2 separate regions of the Gossypium hirsutum genome follow, and region 1 is linked to region 2. A link is a contact called in public Hi-C data. All regions are on one chromosome and are shown on one strand. The core of a region is the stretch at or near the end of the contact, and the rest is flanking DNA. Distances in the headings are between cores, read along the strand shown. Region 1 holds the start of LOC107889813. Region 2 holds the start of LOC107956204 (angio-associated migratory cell protein).

Region 1 (2,832 bases), core at 213-2,712, 260 kb after region 2:
TTCCGATAAAGGAAATTCAGGGGGAAAAAAAGCTTGAATACAATGCATGGCATCACTGAGAAATAGTAACACAAGACAAACCTAATCAAAGCATCCATGTTTGGATGAGTAATGGTACCAAACAAAATGATAGATATTCAACCCATTATCTCTAAAAACTCATGGTTTCTTATGGAAGAACAAAGAATATAGAAAGTCATCTCCTAGAGTTTACAGTTTTACTCTTTACCAATAGAAAGTCATTTCTTCATTTTTCAAGGGTTGCCAGTAAAAACCAGTTGTTATCATCTTTAACTTACTCTCATATGCATGCTAACCTTACAGGTCCTCATACAGACCATCTTAGTTCCGCCCTATAGATGCTTAAACAAAGCAATTTAGTTTTATTCCCACATTATAGACAACCCCTCTTTCAATTTTCTTTTAATCAATTACTTCTACTCAATGCTTTTATTTTCCTTCTACTTTTTTTTCTTCCATTTTTTTGAAGTTTTCAATTAGCAAACAAGCTTAATTTCAATAGAACCTTAGTAAAACATATATAATTCCACACCAAAAGGAACTAATAAAGTAAGAACACTGAATTAGAATAATCCCATTAAGGGAAGTAAAAGCAACCTTTGAATTCTTAACAATATTTAGCATTATTTAAGAATTTAGCTCACTGGTTTTTATCATTTAATTAGATACTAGTAAAATTAGCACCTAAGCTACAGCATTACTAATTAATATTTCAAATAAAAAAGAAAAGAAAAGCGTAACAACTCAGTGTTATCTCGTTCAACTAGACAAACTCGACGATAATAGTATTACAACATAAAAAGGATAAAAAGGCAAGAAAAATTTGGGAGTAGAGAGTTAAGAATCAAAGATTACGCTTCCCCCTGATCTTTCCCTTACCACCGGCGCGGCGCTTCTTTTTGGCGATCTTCAATTTCTTTTTGGACATCTTTCCTATTCTACCAATAGCTCTCAAGGAGGCCTTGGTCTTGTTTTCATCACAGTCAGCCATCTCCACCTCTGTCCAATGGCAGAAAACGAATGAATTACATATATAAACAGAAGGGAAAAAGAAAATCTGAAATTGAATCATATGTATATATATACCCATGGAGTTCAGATTGGTTGTTGCGGAACTGGGTGCGGTAACTTGTTCTTCGAGCTGCATAGAACCAGAGGGTGGGGAAGAGGCGGGCAGCTTAGGGGCAGCCAGGGCAGCCTCTATGGCAACCATCTTAGCTTCATCTTTCTTCTGATAGAAAGGTTCCACTATTTCCCTCCTTATGGCTCTCAGCCTCTTCTCTCTCTTCGATCTCATCGACTTTGCCATTTTCTTTTAGGATTTTCCCTTGTTCTTCTTAAACGTTAAGAAGAAAATATTGCTAGGGTTTCTGTTTCTTTCTATTACTCCAGAGTCTAGGGTTTTTGGCATTTATTTGTACGAGTCTCGGTTCAGGTTTGTTTGGTTGTAGGGCTGCCTTTATCCTATCCCGATTACAAATACGGTTTCCGGAAACGCACCGTTTCATATATTATTTATCCAATCAAAAGAATAATAGAGTTCATGAATCCTGATGTAGGCCCTACTCTAAAATAATATGACCTGTTCCAATTATATAGTACAAAAGGTTCAATTTTTGTTATTAGACCCTATACTTTGTGTAAATTGTAGATTTAGTACATGTACTTTAATTTGATTAATTTTAGTCCTTACCTTTTTGAGTTTTGAAATTTTAATCCTAACCCGATGGTAACAGTTAAATCTGTTTGGTTAAATTATGTCATTAGTCTTGTTTTAGGTGTAAAGTTATAGATTTAGGCCCCGTTCTCCATTGCGTTTTAGAAGGACTTCTGCAATAAAAAGTCCTTTTCTCTTAAAAGGAATGAAGAATGGCCTCCATTTTCTCAAAAAATTCACCATCTAAAACGTCATTTTCTCCAAATGAAGAGCTAAAAATTTCACCATCGAAAAAGCTTGAAGTGCTTTTGGCTGATAATTGACCAAATTAACCTGTCTTCTCCCCCCCCCCCAAAAAAAAAACGTTCTTTCCTCTACTGTGAAAGCTTTATGCCCATTTTTTTCACATTTTCACTGTGAAAGCTCTTTCCTGTTCTTTATTTCTCTTCCGCAGGTGAGTTTGTTTTCTTCTTCTTCTCTTTAATTATTAATTATGCTTTGTTTTTAGTTGCTTTTTAGTTCCTCTTCCGCAGGTAAGTAACTCTTCCAACAGAAAAAAAAAAGAGGGAAAATTCTGGCTTTTGTGTCTCTTTTGCTTTACTGCTTTGTGCCTCTACTGCTGCTTTGCTCTGCCTCTTTTGCTTTGGGCCTCTTTTGCTTTACCGCTTTGTAACTCTTCCAAACTATTTTGGTTGATAAAAATAGAAGAAATATAGACTAAATCAAATTTCGTATCCAAATTCCATATCGTTGCTGAATTCTCTGTATCTTTTGTATTTAAAAGTTTTGATGATGTTCTTTTTAATTGTTTCTAGGGTTTAGCTTTACGATAAGAAACATTACTAATTACTCGAATTCAAGCTCTCCAATCTATTGTTGATATTTCGATACTGAAAATTAATTATATAAATGATCATAAAATCACATTCGACGGTTGGATTTTGCAATGAATCTCCAAATATTTAACAATTATTGTTATTTTTGAATGAATGAAACGTACTTTCTTTCTTATGCACGAAAAATTGTTGTATTTTTTTGATTTTTTTTAAATTTTAGTAGGAAAAAAGTATGATTAATTCAGTTAAGTGATATTGTCATTAGACAGATAGCTTTTTGTAATTGCTTATCTAAATGTGTTTGTTTGTGTCTATATA
Region 2 (2,909 bases), core at 261-2,760:
CAAAGAAAACATATAATATTAAGAGTAGTTAGCATCCAAGTATTATGTAGTTTTACCTCAATGCCACCTCCAGGACCCTCAAGTGTGCGTTTGAAATTTCCAAAGGTATCCCAAACTTTAACAAGTCCGTCAAAACCTCCAGATGCAAGTAGTTGTCCATCACTGCTAAAGGCTAAAGTAGAGACTGAATCGGTATGGCCTGCACAGGCGTTGCATTTACAAGAGGTTTAGTAGAAGCATAAGAAATGAAGAATGTTAGAAAAGTCAAAGGGATGTGTGTGTCACATCCACTTTGGCAAAATGCAAAAGTAAAATTGGCTTCAATAAATCACTGAAGAGAAAAACTTGTACTGCAAAAAGAGAGTGAACTGTCTAGATGTTGTATTGTATCATGGCCATACCTTGGAGCTCAGAAGCCCAATCAGCATGACCTATCTTCCAAAGGAACCCCTTATCATCTCCACCCCCAGTAGCCACTAACACTGGATCTGTTGGGCTACAGGCAACTGCATAAAGTTCACCTGGAAAAACATTCATTGCATTAAGATTCTGTACAAATTCTGGTGAGTTTTCTCTCTAAATTCTTTTAGACGCATAGAGGATGACTTTCATAAGGATTTTGTTTTTCTTACAAACTTTCGTAATGATGCTTGATGTTCATCTATTGTGAAAAATAGCCTTCATGAAGGAAGCTAGTAGTAAAGAGTAAATTGAGATAGAATAAACATTACAATAATCTGATGGGACAACCCTTTCTAAATATTCTAGTTCCCATTTCTATATTGATGGAATAATTTCGTAAACAATTCTAAGATCTATTTTCCCCTTTAAGGAAACACAGATTAGTTTTGACATTTGAGCTGGTAATCAAAGCAAGTTTCTCTCAAGAAAAATAGTATGGCAAATTAAAATTCAACAAACATCAATGATTATTTTCAGGAACTAATATCGAATTTCAAATTAAACTTAAAATCCAGATAAATCAAGGTCTGAACAATAAAGTTAAGCCGTTTGAAGCTACCACGAAATCTAATCCCAGCTTTGAACATGAAAACACAAAACAACAACTAAAAAAAGAAATTGTTAATACCCGTATGGCCAGTGAATATGTGAATAGAATCATCTGGATCCTCAATATTTTCAATATCATCCTCATCGTCAGCATCAGGAAGATCTGAATAAACCCACGCACAGAAAGAAAAATACAAATAATATTAAAAGAATATAGTAACAAAGGAAACGTAAATTTAGATAGAGAGACCGAAACCTTCTTCGTCGACATCAACTTCGTGGATTATGTCGGATTCATCAAAGAATACCTGGCCCTGCTCCTCGTCATCCTGGGCTGGCATGTTCTTATTTTTTTTCTTGGGTTTTGTGTTGAAGCAGCTGTGAGAGTAGAGGTTAATAAGGGTTTTTAAAGGTGTCTCACCATGAATATATGTTTCGGTCGTAGTCTTGATGCGTCTGAACTCTGAGTTGGATTTGACTTGTGAACCCAAACTTTGACTCGCCTCACTAAACATCTATACTATATTTAATCATATATGAGGGTCAAAAAGAAAATTTTAAATAACAAATTTAATTGACAGTTATAAAAAATGTTGACTCAATTGAGTTTTTAATGATTCAAAAAATATTAATTAGTTTTATTAATTAATAAAAATTAGCAGTTGATTGATTTGATAGTTAATTTTCATGATTAACAAAATTACTAAAAATTATCTCGTGCGAGTACTAATAAAATTAATTTTTTCAAAAAATAATTAAAAAAATAATAATTAGAATGTACATATAAATAAATTTGAACAACATTGTTTAGATTCATTTTGGATAAATAAAAAAAACTTTAAAAAAATTGTAAAAGAGTTATTGAAAATTATATAAATATTTAAATATGCAAAAACTCAAAAAAGTATTATTCATTAAAATTTTCTAATATATATATATATGTTTAAATAGACAACGTTAGTTTGAGAGAAAAGGTGTTCTCATATTCTCCATCTTTGCCGTCCAAGTTAGGAAGAAAAAAAAATGCTTATTCCATAGCCATTTTCGGTCAAAAATTCTCAAGGTAAAAATGTAAATTTTCATTTAATTTGTGTGAATTTATGATTTTGTCAACCTAGCATATTGTACCCATGTGTTAAAATTTCAAATTGTTATGTTAAATCTAAATTGCCATTAAAGAGTTGTTAACTTGAAAATAATGGAGGTTTAAATGTTTAGCTTAGATTTTGTTAAAATTGTATCAAAAGATAGTCAAAGTAGCTTAGTTTTAAAGGTATAGCTATATAGTTAATTTTTTATATTGGGGACTAATTTCAATAAAGTGAAAACTTTAGAAAATAATGTTATAATTGAAAGTTTGGGTCCTTTATGAAAGAATGTGAAATTAGATTTTTATTTGATACTAAATATTGAAAAATATGAGTATTCCGGATATACGGACTAAAACTACATTATATTAAATTGTTGTGTTTTCCTATGTTTATGTGAAACTGGTATTATTTCTATATCGAATTTATTGTATGTAGTTAAGGATGACGTCGGGTCATCTTGAGATAAAGGAAAGGTGAAGGTCGTATACGAGTAGCCTATTTTGGCTTTTACTTTCATGATTTGAGTTTAATATATATATGTATGACTTGTTACAACTATCATGCATAAGTTAATGATCATACTTGTCAGGTTAATGGTAAGTATAAAATAGTAGGTAACTTGTGAAAAATGTGATGATACTAAATATGATGATATGGATATGATGAATAATATAAAAAACATGTTAATATAATAAGATGATATGAAATGACATGAAATTTATTTGAGCATGATGTGAATTTATTAGGTACTAAATTATGTATGTGAACTATATATGTTTGAAACTTTGATACCCTATTAAAAGTCTT

What was found. A called contact is a pair of places that touch in the nucleus more often than the background predicts.
Region 1: a contact with region 2 is called in a Hi-C map of leaf, with 2.5 times the contacts expected there. The contact joins the promoter of LOC107889813 here to the promoter of LOC107956204 in region 2. A contact is called at or near these places in 3 of 34 Hi-C or Micro-C datasets (all in leaf).

The regions. Positions count from the first base shown.
Region 1 is chrD06:30,187,784-30,190,615 of Gossypium_hirsutum_v2.1, forward strand. It overlaps LOC107889813, which reads right to left and starts at 1,463. Exons shown (of 2, transcript XM_016814372.2): 1 at 1,108-1,463; 2 at 712-1,020. The coding sequence starts at 1,330. The coding sequence ends at 866. It overlaps LOC107889803, which reads left to right and starts at 1,891. Exons shown (of 3, transcript XM_041095469.1): 1 at 1,891-2,132.
Region 2 is chrD06:29,926,765-29,929,673 of Gossypium_hirsutum_v2.1, forward strand. It overlaps LOC107956204 (angio-associated migratory cell protein), which reads right to left and starts at 1,511. Exons shown (of 10, transcript XM_016891930.2): 1 at 1,268-1,511; 2 at 1,091-1,174; 3 at 402-521; 4 at 57-199. The coding sequence starts at 1,352.